Regions from separate parts of the Zea mays genome. Here region 1 is linked to region 2. A link is a contact called in public Hi-C data. All regions are on one chromosome and are shown on one strand. The core of a region is the stretch at or near the end of the contact, and the rest is flanking DNA. Distances in the headings are between cores, read along the strand shown.

Region 1 (3,051 bases), core at 494-2,993, 350 kb before region 2:
CCTATCAACGCGCGGGAAAGCTCCAACCCTCCCCTCTTCCTGCTGCTGAGGCTGCCTAGGCTCGCCAGGCTCTCCTCGTGGCGGGGGAGGTGGTAGTGGCTGGAACGGTCGGCCATGCCCGACGGAGTGTTTGAAGTCTCTGCAGTTCCACAGTGTAAAGCCCAAAATTGGTAGAAAAAAATATATAGTAAAATAACAAAACAAAGAAATGAGGATATCTATGATAGAGATTTTAGAATTTTTTTAAAACCTTCTTGAATTTCTCATGTCTTTGAATGTTTAACTTCAAAAAGAAAAGAGGAAGGAAATTATATTTAAGTCATCTACTATTGCTAGAATTAAATAGTGGGAAGAAGAATAAATAAATAAGATTTCAAAGTGCAAAAGTATTATTCAAGAGAGAATTATGAATTCAAAGTTCAAACATGAATTTAAATTTAGTTTGGAATTTGAGAATAAGAGAAAGGAGAATAGAAAATAAAATAGAATTTGGAGTAGGAAAAGGAAAATGCTATAAAAATATGGATACACTAAATATATATGAATTAAATTTTGGTTCATACTGTTATTAGAATATAGACATTTAACTCAAGTATAGAGTACAAATACATGAATTCAAATTGGAAACCCAAATTTGGAAAGAGAAGAAAAGGGAAAAGAAAAGGAAATACAAAAGAAAAAGAAAATAAAAGGGAAGAATACGCCTGGGCTGGCTTCTTAACACTCGGCCCAGCAAGCTATCTCCTGTCTCGCGCTCGGCCCAGCCAGACTCCTCGGGCGCGCACCCACTGGCGCTGCGGGCCCACTGGCCAGCTCCTCCACTCGCTGTTGGATGAGATCACGGTGCCGACGTGTGGGACCCGGCAGCCAGACCCTCGCATCGCGCGCTGCGAGTTCCCTCTCCACCACTTCCGCGTGGGTCCCGCGGGTCGGGCTTCAGTCTGTGCATGCGATACTAGCGGGTCCGTCTGTCAGTCATCGAAAGTGTGTTGGGGGCGAGCTGGCAAAAGCTCCGACTCACTGCGATTGAGCTCGGTAGTCAGTTTCCCTATGTCAACAAGTCATCACCGGTTACCCTGCGGGACCGGGCGGTCAGCCAACCTCCGCAACAAACTCCATGGCCGCCGGGAGATTTCCGCCTTGTACGGATCGGCGGAACGACTGCCTACAGCTCATGCTGCGAACCCCAGGGGCGCATAAAGGACTCGGCCAGCGACTCGATCAACTCGCCCCACCCTTACCCCGCCATCCTTGCCGCAATCGTGAGAATTTCCTGCCGCCACGGAGAGAAGCTGGGGCTACTGCAGGGGTGCTCCGGCTTGCCGTCGTCCGCGCCTCCATTATGGGGCTCAGGGCCTTCCCTCGGCTGCGGGGCGGGCGCTGGTGGCCACGCCACCTGGAATTGTCGTCGAGGACTTCACGAATTGGTCGCTGGACCTCTCCTCTCGTGCTCGAGCCGCCGCGCAGCGAGGGCGGACTTCCTTAGAGCTTAATCGCCGGTAAAATCACCATCTCCGCCCTTGTTGTTCTATTGGCTTCGTTTTGCACTAGAAATCGCGTAGTGGCTCGCACTAGGAGCCGGATCAAGCACGCGACGGCGATGCTCCGCCGCGGGGCATAAGCGCGCCGCCGCTCAGCCGCCGCTGGGTTAGTTGATGAACACCGGTCATCGGATCCGGATCTAACGGCGTGGTTTAGATATGCGTACCCCTTCGGTTTGGACGCCGCTCGGCCGTTGATCCATGCGTGTCCGGTCACGATTGACTGCAAAGCCCCAGTCATGCTCGGACCATTGATCCGTGATCGGATGGACGCGGTGCGATCTCCGGAGTTTAGAATCTGAACCGTAGGCTGTAGATCCAGTGGTGGCGATTGGATCTGGATATATAAACATCTACACCGTTAGATCTTAATCCGAAGGTCCGCACTGTATTTCGTTCGATTGGCTCGGGATCTAATCTGGATCTTCAGATTTCGATCGGACGGCTCTGACGCTCTCATACCCCTTCGACCTCGCATGTTTGCAAAAGAGCCCTTCGACTTCTTGTGAATTAACCCGCCGTCCAGTAGGGTTGCGGTCTGAGTCTTGTGGAAAATTATAGATGAGCTCCTGTCTTTTCTAGAATTTGACGCCCAGTCCAGGGAATTAGAAATCCACTAAAAGTAATTGGAAAATGATTTTTAAACGTGAAAATAAATGCTGAAATTTTTATAAATCATAGAAAATTCATATGGAGTCCAAATTAATCCATTCCAATTCCTATAATTTTGTAATATTATTGTTTATTAGTTAGTACCACTGTTTTGACATGAAAGTCAAATTAAATTTATATTCTATTTAATCTTGTACAAAACACATAAAATCTTTGGAAATTCATAACTTAAAATCTATAACTCCGATTTGATCCATTCAAGTTGCATTAGTCTCGTATAAATAATTACTATGCAATAACAATAGTTATTATACCATGTCTCATTCTTTTCTAATTAGATCTTTATTTAATTTTTGTGGGTTAGTCTTGTTAATCTACTTATCATTATAATCTACTATAAGATGATTTATGGTCAATTCATAACTTAGATTAAAGTTGAGATAATTATTTATAAAATAACCTCTCATATGATTTATATTAACCAATTTATAATATAGTTTAATATTTAATCACACGGATCTTCTATAAAATCATAACTCCTTAATCGTAACTCCGATCTTAGTAGTTCTCGATCCCACGATCTTATAGCTTCGCGTAGATCATTATTATTCAGTTTGTTGTTATGTTTGGTGTGATGTTAATTTTATCTATACCATGTTTGTTTGTATTGCTACGACTAGCGCGAGGTTTCGAGGATCTAAAGAATCACCCAGGTAACTGGAATCTCAAGTGCCAGGCAAGTTTTGCCCTTGATCCACTTTTGTTACACAATTATATTCTTTATTATCACTATTCATGCATAGGTTTAATTTTGATGGGACCCAATAGGTCACCCTAGACTGTTTATCTTTTACCTTGTTTACCCCTGAATCATTGGGTAGTTATGCTATTGCTTTAC
Region 2 (3,327 bases), core at 747-3,246:
GACGTCGACATCGATCGTAGCAGAGCTGGCATCGATGCCGAGCAAGGCAGCAACGTCTCCCCAAATGTCGTCTTCATCATCAGGGACAAGCCCTGCCGCGTGAAGGTCGTCATTGCCGGTGAGCGGATAGACATCCTTGTCATCTGCCATGCATGGCAACCTTCACCACATTTGATCGATCTCCAGCTTTGTTCCTCAATGGTGCGTACAATCACTATTCTCGGTCTACTCTAGAGGAGGAAGACGAGGCATTGGCAACATACCTACGCAAAATGAAGAAAGTTGGGGACCATAGAGAGGGATCTAGGGTTAGGGTTACGATTCATCTATGCAACCGGGGACCAGCGTCGGAGAAGACAACGACCGCCTAGACGAGATACACCAATTAGAAATGACTGTGAATGGGAGAAGAGAGACTAGGCGACAACTCGAAAACTCACATAGTTCACCAAGAGAGAGGGGGGAGAGGAGACAGGGAGAGGAGAGGGGAGAGGGATCAGGGAGAAGGGAGCTATATGTCAGTAGCCGTTAGGTGCTATATCGAGCAGTGGCAAGCCCAAGATTTTAAGGATGGTATTCGAAATTGTTAAGAGGTAAAAATATAGCCATATAAAATCTAAATATATGGTATGTCTTATGTATTATACCGTAATATATTACATACTAATAGTTTTATAGCATATATCAAACAAAACCAAATTTAGTTGAGCACATAACTAATTATTAGGTAAAATTGTTTAAATACTAGTGATAAGAGACAACCGAGCAAGGACGACGAGCTGGGGGCGAGTGTTGCACAACGCCACGACTAGCGAGAGGCGGCCACCAGGTGGGTGGACAATGAGCGGAACCACACAACAGGTGACCACCGGGTGTGGGCGACTGGGTGAGTGGGTGAGGGTGCAAGCGTGCGACGCGCCTGGAGGATGACGTGAAAGCGTGTGTTGTTGAGTCGTCGATTGGAGTTGAGGCACTAGCCTGCCAGACGTCCTAGTATATTTTTGATTTTAGCCTAAATACTAGGGATGTAAATGATACAAATATTATCTATTCGTATATGAATTCGATTTTAGATGCGTTCGTTTAGAAGTGGATTAAATGGGATTGGAGTGGATTAATCCATTGCTAGTCAAAACTGAATAGAAAGGGTTTTATTCCTTCTCAATCCCGCATGATCCACATGCAACCAAACAAGGCCTAAGAGTGCTGATATTCGATCTATATTCGAGTTTGGATATTTAGTATCTGATCCATGTCCGATCTGTATATGTATGTGTATACTCAAAGTTTGATATTTAAGATGCCGATCTATTGAAACAACTCGATAATATATGTATATGATGTGAATTTGAAGAACTAATATGAAGACAAATATGGAATGAGTAATATCCGTCTGTATCCCATCAGATTACATCAATTATTAAATATTATTAATTTTTTATATATACATATATAAGATTCACTAAATATATTTAATTTTTAACAAAAATCTTGGGTATTCATTTGAGTGTCCATGACTTACGCTAGGCCCGCCCCTCGTATCTAGGTCACGGAGTCGGAGACGGAGGCGACAGCGAGGCAAGAAGAAAGTGGAATCGTCGGATCAGAGTGAAGCCAGGTAGACGAGAGAGATAGAGTGACGTGTGATACGAGAAGCTAGGAGATTGGAGAGGGGAGGCGAGGAGCTGAGTGGTGGGTGGGAAATGGGGGTATATGAGGTAGGGCGTGGGGGTCGGTCGGACGGGCTGCTAACAGAGCACCCTAGCGGGAGCAGGCTGTACCGTACCGACCCATGTGCATAGTTTTTGGCCTAGACAAAACTTGCTCCCTAGACGTACCAGCCCAGGCCCACCAACTACCGGGCCAGGCCGTGCATGGGCCGGATGAAAAACACGGGTTTCGGGCCAGACTCAAGCTCCATGTACAACTATGGCAACTGGCCGGCTCGTCCTTTATAAGTACTGCCCGCCGGCATTGTTTATTCATTGGGGGCATTTGCTACACCACCACACCCACACCCCATCCCAGCACACAACAAGCAGCCTGGTTTACGGTAGCTGCTAGCAAAACAATGGAGAACCCTGCTCCGAGCATCGTAGTGGCCATCGCCGCACCCGTGGCGGCGGAGTTCGTGAAACTCACCTTCCGTGCCCTGTATATGCGCCGGGCTGGTCCTGGCAGCAGGGAGATGACTGTGCCGGGAAGGCCATCCGACCAGCTGGGCAGGAGAGTCGTCACTGACAGCCCCGTGTACGACGGCCGTGGCGCCGACGCCCGCCTCGTGGCTCGCATACAGGGAGTCACGGTCCTGGTCGGTAACGCAGACGCCTTGTTCACCATGGTGTTCGAAACCGACAGGTGTGTGTTCATCTTCAATTCACGTGCAAGCTGTAATACTGATTCATTCAATTCACCATCGTCTGTTGGTCATCAATCAGGCTAAAGGGCTCCACGCTCGTCATCAACGGAATGGTCACGGATGGGTCAGACGAATGGGCGATCTACGGCGGAACCGGGGTGTTCGCCATGGCCACCGGTGTCATGAAGAGAAGAAACCTTGCCGGCGGTAGCAACGACGGGAACTCTGACGAGCTTGCCCTGGAAGTTTTCTGCCCGGTGTTTGGCGCATCACAGCAACCAATTAGCAAGCAGCAGGTACTGTATGTCAGAGAGAGAGAGAGAGAGAGAGAAACAGCAGAATATATATTCTTGGTAATATACTAATCAGCTGCTGCATGCAGGAGTCCATCTCCTCCGTCACCAAGATCGGACTATGGGGCGGACAGGGAGGGTCGGCACAGGACATCACGGCAGAGCAGCCACCACGGCGTCTGCACAGCATCACCGTCCGCGCTGGCGTTGCCGTCGACTCCATCGAGTTCACCTACACCGACGACGCTGGGCAGAGGCGCACTGCTGGGCGGTGGGGTGGACTTGGCGGCAATGTTCGAACGGTGAGCAACATGCAGTAGTCCTCCATCGTATCATCCATCAACCTCTTCATGAAGCATAATGCATGTCCATCATCACTCGAACTCTGCATGCGTACGTGCAGATCGACCTTGGCGACGCAGAGGATGTCAGGGAAGTCTCGGGAACATACGGCGCATTTGAAGGTGCCATTACGCTGACCTCGCTCAGGCTCGTCACCAGCAGCAGAACCTGGGGCCCCTGGGGGGTCGAGAACGGGACGCGTTTCTCCATCACGGCGCCCAACGGCAGCAGCATCGCGGGATTCTATGCGCGGGCGGGAACCAGGCTCGTCGACGCTATCGGTGTTTACATACGTCCAGTGGTGCCAGGCAGGCCTCGGTGAACAAGCGAGCC

Evidence for each region. Hi-C and Micro-C count contacts between places; a contact is called where the count stands out from the background.
Region 1: a Hi-C map of leaf shows a contact between it and region 2, with 4 times the contacts expected there. The contact joins the enhancer-like site here to the promoter of LOC100274518 in region 2. A contact is called at or near these places in 2 of 25 Hi-C or Micro-C datasets (leaf and tassel).

What each region holds. Positions count from the first base shown.
Region 1 is chr6:39,883,248-39,886,298 of Zm-B73-REFERENCE-NAM-5.0, reverse strand. No RefSeq gene overlaps it. Among protein-coding and RNA genes, the nearest start is that of LOC103630975, 180 kb to the right of the region's middle. Within about 2 kb of position 1,743, at least 20 of the 20 cell types and tissues checked have an H3K27ac peak or open chromatin away from gene starts, as enhancers often do. A contact at or near this core is called in leaf and tassel, where this site is marked.
Region 2 is chr6:39,532,135-39,535,461 of Zm-B73-REFERENCE-NAM-5.0, reverse strand. It overlaps LOC100274518, which reads left to right and starts at 1,996. Exons shown (of 4, transcript NM_001148875.1): 1 at 1,996-2,358; 2 at 2,439-2,655; 3 at 2,742-2,954; 4 at 3,056-3,327. The coding sequence starts at 2,072. The coding sequence ends at 3,316.